Regions from separate parts of the Mus musculus genome. Here region 2 is linked to region 1. Evidence: chromatin contacts called from public Hi-C data. All regions are on one chromosome and are shown on one strand. The core of a region is the stretch at or near the end of the contact, and the rest is flanking DNA. Distances in the headings are between cores, read along the strand shown.

Evidence for each region. A called contact is a pair of places that touch in the nucleus more often than the background predicts.
Region 2: a contact with region 1 is called in a Hi-C map of adipose-derived mesenchymal stem cells, with 4 times the contacts expected there. The contact joins two enhancer-like sites. A contact is called at or near these places in 1 of 484 Hi-C or Micro-C datasets (adipose-derived mesenchymal stem cells), 2 of 115 datasets of contacts at active chromatin or transcription factors (acute myeloid leukemia and pancreatic cancer cells) and 1 of 9 other capture datasets (adipose tissue).

What each region holds. Positions count from the first base shown.
Region 1 is chr10:111,988,673-111,993,454 of GRCm38.p6, reverse strand. It overlaps Glipr1 (GLI pathogenesis-related 1 (glioma)), which reads left to right. Exons shown (of 6, transcript NM_028608.3): 2 at 1-14; 3 at 4,570-4,655. Among named protein-coding and RNA genes, the nearest start is that of Glipr1, 6.2 kb to the left of the region's middle. Within about 2 kb of position 3,199, at least 9 of the 459 cell types and tissues checked have an H3K27ac peak or open chromatin away from gene starts, as enhancers often do. A contact at or near this core is called in adipose-derived mesenchymal stem cells, where this site is marked.
Region 2 is chr10:112,626,927-112,631,710 of GRCm38.p6, reverse strand. No RefSeq gene overlaps it. Among named protein-coding and RNA genes, the nearest start is that of Gm40764, 31 kb to the left of the region's middle. Within about 2 kb of position 1,795, at least 11 of the 459 cell types and tissues checked have an H3K27ac peak or open chromatin away from gene starts, as enhancers often do. A contact at or near this core is called in adipose-derived mesenchymal stem cells, where this site is marked.

The sequences.
Region 1 (4,782 bases), core at 1,950-4,449:
GCCATTATACTCAGGTAAGTACTTCCCTATAGCTTCTTGGAACCACCTGTTTAAAGATGGAACGAACTGGACTTGGTGTTGAACAAATATATAATGAGCTAGTAGGATTATAAGAGGAAAATATACGTGGAAACACTAGTTACATGGATAAAATTATATGCAATGGCCATCCATCTAGACAGTACAAGACACTGGCATGAGATAACATTGTGTTCCTTAAAGCTTTGGAATATGGCTGATGAATGAACTTGAAGCGTCTTCTCCCTAGCTATGTGGCTTTAGAGAAACATCATAGTCTCTCTGAGTTTGTTGATGTATGGATGTTAGACCCTCCCTTACATGTTTGTGGTTAAGAAGTGAATGGGGCTTTCAGCTTAGGAAGGTAAATGCCGTATTCACTGACTAAATGGTTGTCATGGTTACATCTTCCAGGACTTGGGAATTCATAGCCAATCTTCCATGATGATCTCTCCCTTCTGCAGGGAAGACAGAACATGGTCGCCTACTGAAGACGTTAGGACCACTAATTTGGTCTCATATCTATGGGAGAGATAGGATTTTGAAAATTAGTTTTCCCATGTCCCAAGTATTAGCCTTCCCTTTTTTCCCTCTAGATGAAAAGGAGGAACTTACAAATTGAGGGAAGTTTCTGCTGTCTCAAGTCTGTCTGATGTGAACTTGAGTTTACTCTTCCTGTTCTGACTCTCTGGGATGAGGGATATTCATATGGGTAGCAAGTCTGTTAAAAAGCAAATTGTCTTCTGACTGCTGCATATTTTGCATGCTCAGCTACTTGAATTGCAATTAACAGGCTCCTTCATAGACCTTGCACACCTTCTTTACCTGGTTAATTTATCCTGAAGTTTCTTTACATTTGACAAACTCTACTTTCAAGAACCAACTCCCATGTCTGTTACTCCATGGACTAGGGTGTGAGCTCTTGGCTGGATAGTTTCTGTGTCATCTTTGCTCATATGGCCTCTGTCAGTTTCTCTTAATTGGCCTAGTCGTGCACACGCATGTCTCCCCAAATCAGGGAGAACTCTCCTGAGAGCCAGAAGCCATCCGCAGCTGTACTCTGCTCTCCCAGTCTTGCTCCTATTTCTCCTTTCCCACACTTCTGAGACTGTAAAGTGTTGTCATGTAAGCTAATATCGCAGAGAGAGCTGTACAGCAATCTGGACCAACACTTTGTCAGGAGCCATTTAACAAAGAGTACAGCCCCGGAATCTAGTTTTGTAATAATTCATGTTAGAAAAGGATTTCTGATAAATCCTTGTCTAAAATTCCTGTTTCAGCCTTCTAAGAGACCTTAGTGGTGGTGGTGGTAGGGTTCAAACTACTCAAGTCATTTTACATTCCTACTGGAAAGTTACCTAAAGTAAGATCTAAACTCTACTTACCCTCTTTTGAAAATCAGGTTGTTTACATATGTTGCCCAACGATAAACAGTTAGAGCATACATTTAGTTTGATCATCTCTATGAGAATAGTATTGACATACTGATTCAACATTTTAGCTTCATGTTCACTGAAGACGGACTAGCAAGTTTTTCATTTTTGTTTAATAAAAGATTTTCTGGTAGGCAAGTTCCAGATAGGACTGGATGCTGGAAATTTATCCCTTTTCTCTGTCTTTGGTTTCCTGGCCACCACAAGGTGTGACTAGTTTCCAAAACCCTCATCACAGACCCAAAGGCAATGACAACTGTGACCATCCAGGACCTTCCCACAGATATTTTGTCACAGTGACTAACAACTAATATACCAGGCTGTTCCTGAGGACAGCCTGGCATTTCCACCTGCCTGCCCTCAGGGATATACTAGCACCTTTATGTCATCCCTTGTCCCCAACCAATGCAACAGGTGTGACACATAAAAGCTCTCCTCGCCCTTTTCTATTACCTCTGCCTATATGGTCTTACTTAACCTTGTGACTTCAAGATTCATATCTCTGTTCTCCCATTCTCATAACTGCAGGTAGTTAAGCCTAGGGCCTATCCCAGTCTTTACTGGAATATATAATAGGCACCTCAAAATGAACACTTTGAACAGAACCCTGTGCCCAAGTTCCTACCCACCTTGCTTGGTCCCTGGTTTTCTGTAAAAAACAGTACCTGGGTCCCAAGCCCAAATGCTCCCCTACATGCAGAATAAGATCCAATGTTCTTAGCTATTCTTTGTTTTGTTTTTACATATAAATCCCATTCATTTAAAAAAGTCAGACATGCTTCTGATACCTTTCAAAATCTTCACCTGAGATTTCACACTAAAATGAATAAAATGATGTAGCCTTCTTTTCCAGAGATGAAACATTTTTTTTTACAATCAAAAAATATTTTTTATTTCAATGTGTGTGCGTGTGTGTTACATGCATACCATGGAACCCAACTCATATGGTAGTCCTTGTGGCAAGTGCCTTTATCCCCTGAGACACTTCACCTGCCCGTGAGAGGTGCCCCTCTTAGGAGCTTTTTGGGAGATTGGTGTTACATATACATTTGCATATTGATATCACCTAAGGATCTAATACAGTGTATAATTTCCACACTGAACATCAGTCAGGGCTTCTGGATGGAGGGGCAACATGGAGACTGAGTAAACCTCTCAGATGTTTCCTCCTCCTCCTCCTTCTTTTTCTTCTTCCTCCTCTTCTTCTCCTCCTCCCCCACTCCTCCTTCTCTTCTCCTTGCATTCTTTCTTTTCTTTTCTTTTCTTTTCTTTTCTTTTCTTGGATGTTTTCTTTATTTACATTTCAAATGTTATCCCCTTTTCAGGTCTCCCCTCTGGAAACCCCTCTCCCCCTGCCTCTATGAGGTTGCTCCCCAACCCACCTGCTCCCACCTTCCTGCCCTGGCATTCCCCTATACTGGTGCATCAAACTCCCTCAGGCCCAAGGGCCTCTCCCCCCACTGATGTCTATCAAAGCCATCCCCTGCCACATATGTATTCTTTGGTTGGTGGACCAGTTCTCAGGAGCACAAGGTGGGGAGGGGGGTTCTGCCCGGTTGACACTGTTGCTCCCCCATGGGGTTGTAAACCCCCTCCACTCCTTCAGTCTTTTCTCCAACTCCTCCATTGGGGACCCCGAGCTCAGTCCAATGGTTGGCTGTGAGCATCCGCCTCTGTATTTGTCAGACTTTGGCAGAGCCTCTCAGGAGACAGCCATGATCAGGCTCCCATCTCTTTCCAGCCCTGTTATTCTTGAGTCATGAACTCCATCAGCTTCCAAGAATTCTATCACCCAAGAGTGAGTGACCATGTGCTCATTCCTATGCTGCTAAAATAAACCTCCAGGATTGCCTCCTCCCCACCCCCACCCCCCAACCAGGTCTTCTTAGTCCATCTACTCCAAGTGCCAAGTGGACTCAAAAATAATCTTTTTCTTACCTACCAGAATTCCTTCAGTCAGCCCCCTTTGATCTCATTGGCTGTGACTGTCCCCCAATCAGACTGTGCCTCCACTTGCCTTTTTTTTTGCCACCCTAACATGCCAAGCAACTTTTACTCCAGCACCTTCATCCCTGAGAATGGATGGTGCCCATTCTCCAAGTCTTCTGATTTGTCTTTGTCTATATTCTCACATCTCAGGGTTCAAGGTCACTTCAGAGATGGCTTTCCTCAACACCCTTTGAATTGCCTGCTTTCTTCCCTTCGAGGTTACCCTGTTTTATTTAGTTGCAGCTGCTTTCTGTAGGAAGCATTGTAGCTGCTTAGAGGAAGCACTGGAGATAACAGGATGGCTGAGCACATGGGTTTGCTTTCTTCAGTGGAAGGATGATGCCCTGTCACCTGGAACGCTGCAGTCAACTTGGGCAAACAATCCAGGGATTGCTCTTCTATTAGGAGACAGTCTCCACCTGGATTTCCCCCACACCCTGAGAACTGTCTGGGCTTTGTTTTAGTGACTAGAACTTCTTATGAAAGAGACCCTATGCACTTTGTATCCCCCATCAATAGAACACATCCTTATGCTTATGACAAACCCTTCCTCTGCCCTAGGCCATAGCCCTGAACACTTTATTGGCCAACAGAACTCATTCTTATTGATAAAGGTCACACAGGTGCTTTGCTACTTTGCAAGGGAATTTGATGTAGCAATCCTGAAGTTTTGTTGTAAGAATGATCATGGGGAGACTCCCTCCCCCACCACCACCACCACCACACGCCCAGTTTGACTGTGTGGAAATGTGTAAGAGAATTAAACCCCATGATCAGGCTCTAGAAGATGTCATCCAGCCTGACTGACCAAGCCTGGCTGTTCCTAGTGTTCATTTTCACCTTTTTGAGGTTCATCTCCTGGCTCGCAGTGATAGCTGCAGGAACACTATGACAGCTTTCCCGGATCATCTTGTCATGTATGTGTTTATTTTACACATGCACTCATGCACACTGTTCTGAGACTGTAACTCAGGACTTGTGTCCAGCTGAGTTCTGAGTGCTTAACATTGCCTTAGTGGGCTCTTATGGGACTAGAGTAGATATTACTTGGCACAGCTATAAAGGCTTGATAATAATCAAATGGTCATTTAGTCATCTCTATGGTTAAGAAATCTTCTTGTCCTTTTAGGTTGTTTGGGCAGACAGTTACAAACTTGGCTGTGCAGTGCAACTTTGCCCTAATGGAGCAAATTTTATATGCGACTATGGACCAGCGTAAGTGCCTGAATTCTAAAAATATGTTAATATAGGTATTTATCTGTAATACAGAAAATCTAGAAGTGTAAAGAAAAAAAAAAAAAAACTCAAGGCCTCTAAATCTCCTGCTCAGAGACTTACTACA
Region 2 (4,784 bases), core at 546-3,045, 640 kb before region 1:
CCCCACTTCAAGACAGAGGCCCTCTGGAGTCTACTTGTTAGGACTTTTAACTACTGTAGAGCAGTAATGTGGACTTCCACGATGAGGATGCTACCATTAGGTTCTGCCTGTTTGCCTCTCAACAAACTGAGTGATGGTGAGAAAAGGCACACGGACACTTTGCTGAAATTAGGTCCCTGAATCAAAGGTCATACCTGAGCCAGGTGGGGGAGGCACATGCCTTTAATCTCAGCACTTGAGAGGCAAAGGCAGGTGGATGTCTGTGAATCTGAGGCCAGCCTGGCCTACATAGTGAGTTCCAGGACAGTCAGGGTTCTGTTATCCAGAAAAACCTTATCTTGAAAAAAAAAAAAAAGAAAAGAAAGAGAAAAAGAAAAAGAAAAAGAAAAGAAAGGAAAAGGAAAGGAAAGGAAAGGAAAAAGAAGAGAAGAGAAGAGAAGAGAAGAGAAGAGAAGAGAAGAGAAGAGAAGAGAAGAGAAGAGCAACAACAACAAAGCCACCACTAACAACAACCAACAAAATCATACCTGATTCCATGTAATCTGAAAATTTCCCAGTGATCCTGGGCATTGAAATGCATGTCATGACAGATGAGACTTTGGAATCTAAACTCTGGGAAAGGTTGAAAGGGTTCTATTTAAGAGAAAATATAAAGTATGAATTGACAACCAGAAGTCTTTGTCTAGCCAATCCATTCACCCAATCACTTTACTATTAATTTTGTACAGCAGATTAGTATGTACTCCAGAGTTCTTTGAAGTTATGCCCTCGTGTATAGTTTTTTTGTCAGTAAAAGGGATGCATTTTTACTTCCAAAAAATTACCCTTAAAATAGACAAATTTCATCTTCGTTTTTTATCTTTCCCTCTCTCTCCTTATTTCTGTAGTCAAAATGAAGCTTCAAGATGTTAGAACTCAGATCTTTAAGTCATCCCTGAGTCACACGTACAAAGCTGCAGGGACATACTTGAACACGTTGACTCTAAGGTTTGTTACAGCACCTAACAGCAATACCCTGTCTAGCATACACTACCCACAAAATCTTGCTTGTTTAGTCATAATTTTTGACAGCATCAAATCTTTAATGTTATGTATTATAAAACTGGTATAAGTGTCACATCCATGGGAAGGATGTGCAAGTCAGAAAACATCACCTGCCTTTAGAAACTGCAGGGTTGGGATATGATTGGTTCCTTTCATCCAGTAAAAAAAAAAAAAAAAAAAAAAAAAAAAAAAAAAGTGGGATCCAGAAATACAAGCAACCCTTCTTATCTCCTGCCACTCCCTCAACACGCACACTCGAGTGTGCACGCACTCAAACACAGAGATAGAGAGACAGAGACAGAGAGATACAGAGAGAGAGAGAGAGAGAGAGAGAGAGAGAGAAAGAGAGAGCAAGACAGAGAGAGATGTACAGACAAAGGCAGAGAGACAGAGACAGAGAAAATGAATTAGTCACTCTCTGAGATGTTTACCATTTATACTGGATGAGTTGCTCACACAGCAAGAGGCTATCTCAAAAGACGTCACCCTCCCAGAAATAACAAAACGAGCACCCCTCCATGGGATCATCAAAAATAGTGGGTAAAAATAAGATTGCAGAACATGAACTTTGACCACCCCATATGAACACAAAAATATGAACCAGGAAGCGGGGTGGGGGGTGCTGTGAGTTAATGAGAGAAGCTCAGCTGATCCCTGATATGAGTCTAATGATGACTCAGTCACTAAACTGTTTAGAACAGAGCCAGTCCCAGCAGGAGATAAGAGCCTGTACATAGCTTCATTAAACCCAGCATTTTTGCTGTCAGGGACTGGTCTAAAGAGACACTCATTGATACCATCAGGTCAGCCGTTCAGTGTAATAAGCCAGCCGACTCCCTGAATTCTTTCATCAACAGCCTATGGTAGGAGAATATTAATAGAGTTACATAAACTCAGCCTCTAATTTTGGAAGCTACCTAAAACAGAGTCATAGAATATCCATGACTTCAGATCTAAATGTGAATGCAAACATGTTTTTTTTAAAGCAAATTCTTTAATAAAGACAAGAAAAGAGAAGTGCTTACAAGATTATATAAATCCAAAGTTGATCAAATTCAAAAGATAACCTCATTAAGGTACTGTATCATCTGAAACATCATGGAGATTGTTGATTTCGGGGGAGGGGAGTATGCTTTTGTAGTCACTTCAAAGCCCTGTATTTGATAACTCAGAATCTATACTTTCAGAAATCAGGGAGATTGTCTGGCACATACCTCATGGGGATAGGTATGCAAGTATAACAACCAAGCTTTTGTTTTGCACATGGAGATTATAAGCAAGATTGGTAGCCTAACATCAGTAATTACAAAGAGCAGCCGCATCAGTATCTTGGGCTCTTTAATCTCTGGTAATTACCTGGGCCCAAGTGAGATACTTGAAGCATCATCTTCTCTCCAGAGTTTCTACTTCTTCCCTTTTGATGATGGTGTCTCTTCAGGGAGCTACTGGTCTGCTAGAACATGGAGTCATTACTTTAAGATGTCTGCAGAAACACTATTAAAGCCCACCATTGGGCTTCACCAATTATTTTTCCTTTGACAGATTTAGAACAAATTTTGAAGTTCTGTATTTCAAACAAATATCCAGATGATGCCAATAGTGACCTAGAGAGCACAGCCATGAATTGGCGCAGTATATTATTGGATTTAAAGTGAGAATATGTGGAAATAACCTCAATCTGGCCATAATAAAAATGTATATACTTGTCACTTTGTGTTGCTTTGATACAGGGTCTGCTGTATGCCAAACTGACCTATAACTCACTATGTTCTCCTCCTAATGATCCTACCTTCACCAACCAAGAGTTGGGACTACAGGTGTACACTATCAAGCCCAGCTAATGATGTTTCCCTAATTCTCCAAATGTTATCTTCCCTTAAAGCAAGAAGAATGTGATCATTTCTGGAAAATATATTAAAAACCCCTACTACCTTCCAGCATCAAGATAAAAAACATGGCTATCTCAGTGAATCTGTAATAGTGTTTAAATAAAAAGCACAGAAATCATCTTTGCCTAGTGTACACTACCATGTGTTAAGTAAGCTAAAAGAATTACGGAACTTAAAACAGACATGGATGAGATCATGTTCACTGACACTCATCAGATATCCTCTTCCATGGTCTGCCTCCTCAGCATCAAGACAAGGGTCTGGGGTAAATAACAAGACAGTGACTGCCTCCCCAAACCACAGTTCTTTAAGTTAAAAGTTTTAACCATTCTGGGAATGGGCTTCAGGTCTCTGCTAAGTCAGGATTTAGTGCTCCTAGATTTCTTAATCTAGCTAATATATGGAATTTCAAAAATGTTATAGATTTTCAAAGGGCCCATCTTTCCCAAAGATGATGTTTCTAGTTATGGTCAGTATCCTTAGTAAACTGCATTAGTAAACTGCCATTTGCTTTCGAGATGAACCCCAATGCCACTGCTGAAGAAAGGAACCCAGAATGATGCTCATCCAAAATAGATCGGCCTGATTATGTCTCCTACAGCCGCTTCCAAATGGAACATAATTGGTCCTGCCTCTTAGTCATCTCTAAGACAGATGTTGAATGACCAGCCACTATAGATGCTCCTCCCTCCTATTTCAAAAGAGCAATTTGGAATTTTAAAACGAATAAAAATGAAAAAGAAATTTTCAAAGTCGTTGATTGCCTAGTTCCAATTCATTTAAATAACTGTTTTAAAGCCTGTTCATCTTATGAAGGAATGGAAAATTAAAGAACGACATTGATAAAGATAGGAGATGAATAATAATGACATCATTAATAATAAAACCCAAGAAGGGCTTCAATATGTAAGTGCACTTTGTCTGAATACAATTTGAGTACCAACCCCCACCCCCTGCCAAGGCCTCAATGCTATAAATTTAGAATGCTGATGTTGAGCTGTAATGCTTAGTAGAAAGTGGGTAGGCCATGTGATGACTGACCTTGGAATGGAATAGTGTAGTTCCCATGGACCCCTGTAAAATTTCTTGTCAAAGCAGAATGATCTTGTTCCCAAATCTCTCTAGCTTCCTAGACATCTGTACATAGTTCTGCTTAGGCATTCATCACACTGTGACTTACAGCCATGAAAAAACAAGGGTAATCATATATGTTGGCATCACACACATTAATTTTTAGAAATGTAGGCTAAGTGCATCCTCTTTCTTCATAAGACATGTAGTTAGAGGGAACATGTTCCAATAACAGAAAATAGATTACTAAGACAGTCCCTTTGGGAGTTTAGAGTGGATTTTGAAACTATATCTCAGATTTTGGAATCTTATGTAACTCAAACTGGCTTAGATTTTGCTAATGATAAGAACTTCAATTCCTGATCCTCCTGACTCTACTTCCTAAGTGCTAGGATTACAAGCATGTGCACACTCATACAACTTTAGAAACAAGAATGAGTTAAACTGAAACGAGGAAGTATTTTGCTTCCCCAGGCTTTTCTAGATGTACATTTCACATTCAGAGACGTAGAATTTGAATAAAATATATGACCTCTCTGTAGGTTTGTAAGGCAAGAACATGGCTGCTGAAGGCATTTCAACATAATGAAAGCATTTGGGGAGAACACTTTTGTCACCATTGAAAACTAGAAAATGCACCTGGATTCTGAGCTGCAGCACTGTATTTTTTTTTTATCATTATGAAAAGCTTTTTAAGATTAAAGGAAATCATCTCCAATTTCATCTGTAAGAAGGCAGAAGAGGAAGTAGGACACAAGAAAGTGCAGCAAAGGAGCAAAA